Linked DNA regions of Gossypium hirsutum: region 1 is linked to region 2. Evidence: chromatin contacts called from public Hi-C data. All regions are on one chromosome and are shown on one strand. Each heading gives the region's core, a stretch centred on a gene start, on an enhancer-like site or on the middle of the called end of the contact. The rest is flanking DNA. Distances are from core to core; before and after follow the strand shown.

The links. Hi-C and Micro-C count contacts between places; a contact is called where the count stands out from the background.
Region 1: a Hi-C map of leaf shows a contact between it and region 2, with 2.5 times the contacts expected there. The contact joins the promoter of LOC107962900 here to the promoter of LOC107962901 in region 2. A contact is called at or near these places in 14 of 34 Hi-C or Micro-C datasets (anther, callus, hypocotyl and 2 more).

The regions. Positions count from the first base shown.
Region 1 is chrA06:36,932,975-36,937,686 of Gossypium_hirsutum_v2.1, forward strand. It overlaps LOC107962900 (probable sugar phosphate/phosphate translocator At5g25400), which reads right to left and starts at 2,061. Exons shown (of 1, transcript XM_016899453.2): 1 at 441-2,061. The coding sequence starts at 1,892. The coding sequence ends at 843.
Region 2 is chrA06:36,786,463-36,790,733 of Gossypium_hirsutum_v2.1, forward strand. LOC107962901 reads right to left here and starts at 2,852. Exons shown (of 5, transcript XR_005928630.1): 1 at 2,644-2,852; 2 at 1,757-2,536; 3 at 782-1,663.

The DNA of each region.
Region 1 (4,712 bases), core at 811-3,310, 150 kb after region 2:
AATTATGTAAAAAAAAAAAATACCAATACAAAACTTAATTGTCAAAATAACAATCTCAGCATCAATATCATAAGAACATAATCAAAGACTCCAATTTGTTCTTCTCTATACAAAAAAATACCAACTTTAAAAAATATTATGCTACATCAAATTGTTTGACGTGAGATTAACTCAAAAAGGAAAAAAGGGTCTTAGGACTGAAAATACATAATTTGAAATTATCAAACCATAGTAGAGGGCTTAAGTCAGCCAAAACCACATGGTACAAGGGTCTTGTATAAAAATTGACCACAAACTCAGTAACTGGATTATTGTCAAAATAACAATCTCAGCATCAATATCATGCCAACATACTCAAATCCACAATCATATTCAAAGCATCATACCAATATAGGTGTAAGAGGAACATGCCAAAATTACACCGCCTAAGCAACACAAAGTAGCATAAATGAATAAATTAAGGATTAAAACTCCAAGAATGAAACATTTGTCAACAACACAAAAAGAACAGACAATGGAAGCCAAAAAAAAAAAAAAAACAAGATACAGGGCCTTTGAGATTTCATCTTCCTCTACTAACCTACATTAACCGGTGCAATAAGAAACAAATATGATCTCAAACCCCTGATGTTTTTACTAAGAAATGGCCATAATAAGTAAACCTAAAAAATAGAAAGAAACAACATAGCAAAACCCACAATGCATTATCCCCTCAATGTTTTTTGCCATTGAATACAAGCTCTTTTTGGATCATATCACCAAAATATCTCCCTTTAGCCCTTATTTGCAACATCCCTTCCATATTTCATAATCCTAATATGAAGTACGAACCATGAACTGATCTAATCCTGAGATTCACTGCTCTTACCACTTCCTTCACCTTCTCTCTCTTCCAACAATCTCCCACCTTCTTCATCTGCTTGTGCAGTCTTCTTCTGTGCTTCTTTGGCCTTCAAAGCTTGTAACTTTGAATGATTATAGTAAGCAACACCCAAAAACGCCAGTCCATACCCAAACAAGTTGATGGGTGTCACGGTATCCTTGATGACAGACCAAGAGAAGGCAATCAACAACCAGTCCTTGACAACCCCAGCTACATTCATGGTCAAAGCAGAGGTCTTTCCAACAAGTAAGAACACAGCTAGGTTCAAAGCAAATGCACATATAGAGTTGGTCCCAAAAATGACGAAATCGAAATGGAAACTCGATGTTTCTTTCAAAACTGGGTACTCAACGAAAACCCATGGGACCAAAAGGAAAACAAAGCAGCATGGAGCAACGTAATATAACGAAGTAATGGGGTTCAAGGTGATCCCTTTAGAAGTAAGCAAGATTTGGATCATGACCAACCTGGTAGCCTCAAAAGCAACAGCTCCCAACTGCAAAATCACTCCCCAAGTGTCGAATTTAGCTTCCCCATATGCTGCGATGGCGACCCCAAAAGAGATTGACAACATGTTGACCATCGTATCGTTCTTGTACCCTTCTTTTTTAAAAAGGACGCCGATGGAATACACGGCGACGGGCATCAACGCTTTGAGCATCTGGATGAAGGAAACGGACAAGTAAATGTAGGCGGAATTGGAGAGCCAGAGGCTGAGGGAGTAAAGAGCGCCGATGGGGACGACGGAAGAGAGGTAAAGGTCTCGAGACATGGAGACGGGCTCGACGACTTTGAAGACCTTGATGAGGAGGAAAGCAAGGGAGGCACAAAAGGACATGTGGATCATGGTTAGAGAGATTGGGAAAGGCCAATTGTACATCTTCTTGTCGAGGATGTACTTGTTGTAGACGATGACGGTGAAGCTGAGGAAGATCCAGATTGCTACGTAGGTGTAGGAGAGAAGGATCTTCTTGATGACGCCGTCGCTCAATGAACCGCCTTTACCCATTGCTTGTTTTTGGGGTTTTGAGAGGTGCCCGGATCGGAAAAAATGGTGGAAGAATTGATCGGAGATCGGAGATCGGAATGTGGGGGGATTTTTCTCTATGTGGATGCTGAAAAATCAAGATTTGATTTGTTTTTTTTTTTTAATGTAGTGAAGGATGTTATCTTTTTTGTTTAAGGTGTGTTTTCTTTATGTTGATGGAATGGGCCTCTTTATGGGCTTTTTTCTCTATAGTTTGATACCATTTCCCTTTTTTAATTTTAAGATCCACTCAAAATTTTGACCCCAATAATTTAAATTTAAATTCGATGCAATTATTTAAATTTAAATTTTCATCCCATTAATTTAAATTTAAAATAAATTTAATTTAATTTAGTTATAAAAATTCAATAATTTGAACTTATTTAACCTGAAAATGACCTATCCTGAATGATTCATACCGAACATATCTAGATACAAAAAAATAAATTCGAGACAAAAAAACTCAAATTACCTAAACTTAAAATTATTTGAACTCAAAACTAATATATAATTGAGATAATCTAAATCCAAATTATTCATAAATTCTCTAATCCTTAAACTAGAGGATATTGAACTCTTAAGCACGCATAAACTCATGATGACCTCTTACTTATTGCAATATCAATCACAAAAATAAAAAATTAAAGATCAATTTGAACCGTGGTGTTTCGATGATTTGTAGGATACAAGTTAAAAAACGTGGCTCTTCGAATTAAACAGAGCTGAATTTTTTAATTTAATTGAATAATTAATTTTAATTTTTTATGATTTTAAATTAAATATTTTATATTTTAAATAGTATAAATAACTTGATTTTTTTATATAAAAATATTGTTTAAAGAAATGCAATACAAAAGTTATTAATTAATTTTATTTACTTAAAAAATTATTAATTTTTAATAGCCATGAAAAATACTTTAAAACTAGTTTAAAAAATTCAAAAGTTACAAAATAAAACTCACTTATCAAAATAAGTTAAAAAAAAAAACTCAAAACTCAAATTTTATATGAAAAGTTAAGAATCAAACTTATTTGAATTAACATGAACGATTTAAAAAAAATGAATTGAATTGAACTAAACTCATTTCTATGTGCTAACACTCGGTGGACAAATTTTATTTCATTTTTAAGAATTTATACTATAAAAATTTGACTCAATTAATCAGAATCGGATCTAACTTAACTTAATTAAATCATAAAAATTTAATAATCAAAACTTAAACAACCAAACTTAATGCATATTAATCCTCCTACCAATAACCGACATGTAATTCCATACAAAAAAACCTCTTGCATTTGAATGTCAGTCAGTGCATTCCACAACAAACCACATTTAAAAAATCTTACATAAATAATATAACAATATTTTATTTATTTTTCATGTCAGATGTTGGAAAAAGATCAACTTCGTTATAATCTATTCACGTTTTAATTTTGCTTTTAAATATTTACGGCTTTAAATTTTATTTTTATTACTTTTACACAAATTTATTAATTTAATATTAAATTCTACACCAATTTTAACTTTTTCACTTATTAAAATTTTATGATTTCGAAAAAGAAAACAAATTTATGATCACAATTACTTATCTTCTCATATATTTGGTTATAATTTAAGTTGAAAAGTTATTTTTTAAAATAGATATAAAATAGCATATATTTAGTAGCTCAAGTTTAACCCTCGCACTGCAAAAGTCAGCAAACTAATTTTTTTTATATTAATTTTTCTTTTTGCTATTACTATATGATGTTTAATCATATTAAAAAAATGTATTTTGAGAACTTAAGGAAATAAAAGGAAATTTATAAATGTCCCTCCACCGACAACTGAAAGGACTTGTGACTGTTAATATAATCAAGTAGTAATGATGATTATTGATGATTATAGTACCAGCCTGTAAATCTAACTACCTTTTTGTCTGTCCTTTTTATTATTTAAATTCCTTTGGCAAAAACAAATTAGTATAGAGACTACACACGACTGATGTCAATACTTAAAAGTAGAGAGAAGCCATTATCTTTACTTACATGTTTTTGCCGAGCATATCTCATCTGAACCTGTCATGAACGTTGGTATAGCTGATCAAGACAACTCATTATCTGAAGCGTATTATTGCTTTCTAGTTCAACTCCTCTAAACGCCTATCGCAAGCAAACCAGAGACCCTTGTACGCAGCTCGGGCTTTAACTTGAAAAGTCAACAATCCTTGAACCTTCATAGCGAAACCAACCAGCCACTCACCTACCAACTCTCGAGCAACCCCTCTGCCCGACCGCTACTCGAGAACGCCCTGTTCGTGTTGGCCTTAAACCAGCCCACATCCGACGGGCGCTAGCGGTGATGAGTGATGACTTGCCTAGCCACCCGATAGCTGTTCATGCAGACTCATGTTAGCCATGCTACGCGCCCATTCAACAGTCGACACCACTAACTCATCTATGCTGCTGCTGGAATTGCGGAAAACTAACTCGTTCCGGCTCTTCCAGAGGCGCCAGCAAACAATGCCGGCCATTCACCATCCGTCCATTCTATGCTGCCCCTATTCTGCATGTTCCACCGAAGCCACTCCTGCAACGAGCCATAAAAAAGCATTCGTCCATGACCCAAGGACGATGGAGTGCCACACCCCTTTCGCAAAGTGGCAATCCCGAACAACATGCATAGCAGTCTCTGTAGCAACCCCGCACCAAAGGCAATGCACATCCTCAGACATACCCCTATGAACCTTTACCACGTTCGTCAGTAAACAATCATTCCACAGCAACCAAAAATTATATATTTATGTATATATATACATCTTA
Region 2 (4,271 bases), core at 1,602-4,101:
AGACTCATTTTCTTTCACAAAAACTCAGCAAAATTACAAATCCTTTCATGTAAAAACCCTAAACTCTTATTCATTTTGCAAAATAGTACCCTCATTTGAAAGCTATTGCTCCAAGGGTCTCAAAAGTACAAAAATATTCAAGAAAAGCCATAAAAATCACTTACTTGTAAAAGGAATGAGTTGCTGAAATTTTTGAAGCTCAAACCCCTAACAACGACTAAAAAATCGATGGTAAAGAAGAAAGAGTGAAAGAAAAAAGATGATAGCTAGGCTTAGGGCATTATTATATCATACATTATGTCATCAACTTACCTAATGTTGACTTTTCAACATTTTTACCTCCCATGGCCGGCCAAGCTATCACAATAGGGTCTAATTTCCCTTTAAAGACCTTCAATTTTTATTCTCTAGCTATTTGATACTTTCAACTATCAATTTAGGAGTTTTGCATTTTATGCGATTTAGTCCTTTCTCGCAATTAGACTCGCAAACGTCAAAATTAACTCACCAAAATTTTTATACACTTATATAAACATGCAATGACTCTAAAATAATAATAAAATAATTTATTCAACTCTGAATTTGTGGTCCTAAGACCACTATTCTGACTAGGCCCTAAATCGGGCTATTACACTAAAATTCTAGTAAGGGAGGCTGCATGGTTACCAGGAGCTGTGGATTACAGAATTCAAAATGGTGAGAGTTGTTCTGAAACTTTTATTGTGGCAGATCTAGTTGACAATGTCATAAGGAAATGGAAAGTGGAGTTCATAATGTATACCTTCTATGAAAGTGATGCTAAAAGAATTCTGAGCATCTCTTTGTCAAGGTTCTCGCATGAAGACTACTAAGTGTAGAGAGAGAGGAGGCATCGAGGGAATTCTCAGTTCGCGGTGCCTATAAGTCTCTTTTACAATAGTTTATTGAGCTTACTCATTTATACAACCAAACTGAGCATACAAATTTTTACAAGAAATTATGGGGCTTGAATCTACCCTAAAAACTGAATATTACAATTTGGTGTTTTTAAAAAAAATAATTTCCTACGCTATTTAATCTACAGTATAAAAGATCAAGAAATACAATAATATGCCCGAGATGCATAGGAAAGGTTGAATCCAGAGTACATGTTCTGCGTGATTGTCTTGTGACAAAGGAGATGTGGCATCAATTGAATTGGAATTGGCCAAATTCAGTATTATACATAGAGCTTATGTACTGGGTTACCAGGTTTTTTTTAGAAAAATTCTACCATTCAATGTTGTCTTTTTGTCTGTGCTTTATGGGTAATATGGACTGAAAGAAACAAATTGGTCATGAGGGGCAAAGGAAAACAAGTTTAGCCATAACGAATTTTATTAGGAATTATGTTCAAAAACTAGATGGTTGAATAATTCCATACATGTTCAAAGAATGGAGTTGAAAAAGTGGCAGCCAACAGAGAACCCATTTGTGAAAATAAACTTTGATGCAGCATACAGAAAACATGAAAGCAAATCTTGCTCAGTGATTGCAATTAGAGATTCTATGGGGCGGGTATTGAGTTTTAGGGTTGAGTTAAATGATAATGTACCCTTGGTGTTCGCAGTCGAGGCTATTGCATGCGTTCAACTGGGCCTGGATCTGGGGTTTACGACAGTCGAAATTGAAGGAGATGCCCTATCTATTGTAAAAAAAATACACAAAGGAGGGGTGATAAATAAAAAATTTGTGCTTATATTAGAGATGGGCAAGGGCTGGGTAAAAGATTTCAAACCTGTCAATTTAAACATGGGCAAAAATTAACGAATTGGGTTGCTCATTTGCTGGCTGCAATAGGTCTAAAGAAAGGGGATCGATGCTTGATGAGAAATGGGTTTCCTGAGTATGTTAGAGAATAAGTGGAAATGGATCATAGGGGATAATGTTTTTGGTCTGGGTTTTTTCTTAGTTTGGCAAGTTGGGGGACAAGAAGCATATAGAGAAGAGAGATGAAATGGAAGTCGGATGGTTTCTAGTAATTGGAAAAAAAAAAAAGATAAATTATTGAGGGGTTACTATCTAGTTGTTGGATCACAGGAGTTGTGTCGCATTAATTGCTTCAAGAGTAAGCTCCTTTCTTTGTTGGATTATTGGGCTGATTGGGTTAGCCCAACTTTATTGTTTTGCCCGTTTGTTGCTTAAGCTTTATTTTTTGATTAATTGAATAAAATTCCAAATGATATTTTAAAAAAAATAAAAATAAAAAAGTGACCAACACTTAACACATATTTGAGGGGTACATATATATATAATAGGGGCTTATATCCAAGTTATAAAAAGAACATAGTGGGGATTAAACCAGGTAATAGAAATCTAAGGAATGTTGTTGGATGGAGAAAGTTTGCTGCACTCTTTTTGGCACGAGGTCGAAGAAGACTTCCACCGCCATAGCTTCCGCCTCCTTTCCCTCCTTTCTTCTTCTGCTCAATAATTACTTTCTTTTCTCTTTGAACCATCTTCAAATGAAGTGCTTCATGCCAACCCTTGATTGTTTTTTCATGTCTATCCAAAAAATCTGCATGGAAAAAAAATTAAATGGGTTTATTAAATTTCGTGATCTATTTTCTCCATTTACAAAATTTAAAATTCTTTTTTCAATAAGAAAAAAAAAAGAATACTTACCTTTGAGTTGTTTTTCCTTCATCGATTGCTTGAGATCATTGACAGTAGCCTGTGATGGTGAGATGAAAGCTGTTTCACTTAAGAAACATACAATTATGAAAATGATCCATTGAGAAACCCTTCTCTTCATTTTCTTTCCACTAGCAAATTTTTCCCCTTGGGCTACTTTTTTTTGGCCCTTTGAATTGTTTCTTTAATTAGCTTTGATGCCCGGTATTTATAATAAATCATTAAGGAATAAAGCACACATTATTTTATTTTCAAAAGATATGCTTACAATGTTTGATTAAATCATGGGATAAAGCTACTTTTAAATGCTCATGCATGTGATCGGGTACTGCTCAAAAGGAATCGCAAGGCAACTACGGGACAAATGAAAAGCCATTGTCGGGGAAATTTTTAATTTATATAACTGGTATCTTTATTTTGAATACTTGATAATAATTAAATCATGTTATTTTTTAATTAAGAATTCTAATTCAATGATTTATATAATTATTATTTTCCTTCAAAATTTACTTATTATTATGTTTATATTATGAATGAAAAATTGTTTTTGAAAATAATATGATTGTATAAATATTATTTGGTATTAATAGAGGTGGAGAAGGAGAGGGATAGTGTTGAAAGAAACTAATACGTTTATTTTAAAATTAATAGTCAGATAGGTAAATGAAATTCAGAATGAATGCTTAATATATTAAAATTTTGAGTGGAGAGAAATCTCTTTACTAACCGACATCGGAACTATTACATGTCCAATGTCCAATATTGAAATAATTTCAAAGGTTTTCCTTGACTTTGTTCGTTTTAACAAACAATTCGAAATGCCTCGACTCTTTTAGAATAGATTCGAGTCAAATAGCAATGATTCGAAACATTTCTTCTTATACTATTTTGAAAACCCAAAGACTCAATTGTATGAATATGTAAAATATAGGATTTCTAATCCTAGCTGAAAAAGGAGGGAAACAGATACTCAATTTAAAGTGAGTAAATAAAATTTCATACTCGATCTCATAAATACATATAGAATTATGTGAAAACTGTATTCAATAAAAGTATTTATAGGAAAAATAAGAGCTTGTCTAACCAAATTCAAATTGACAAAGATATAATAAATATATTAATCTTGAATTTTAATTTGAGATATTAATAGTGTGAATAGAATTATTTAAAATTTTAAATATAAAAATTAAATGTCAAACTTTAGTTAATAATTTTTACTTTATTTAAAGTGTATATTTTAACCGAAGTACATAGAGAAGGGGGTGGTTGATCAGCCATGTCCGACAAGGTTAAAGAATATATCTTACCAACTTCGAGGAATGCCTTTGCCAGCCTGGAAAGTAAAAAAGAATATACAAATGAAACCTTATTTTGCATTCCCAAGAACCTAAAAAAATGAGAAAAACTCTAATGGGAATTGTTTGTTCACCCCTTCCTAAGGTGACTGGTAATTTTGAGATTAAGGTAATTACTATAGTATCATATTTTTAAGTTTATCGATATTCTTTTAAATATTTTTTATATATGTAAATAAATATAATAAGCTTAATATCATTTCATCCTTATATTAATTTTGATTATTGTATCTCATTTACTTTCCTTCCATCAAAATTGTTTCC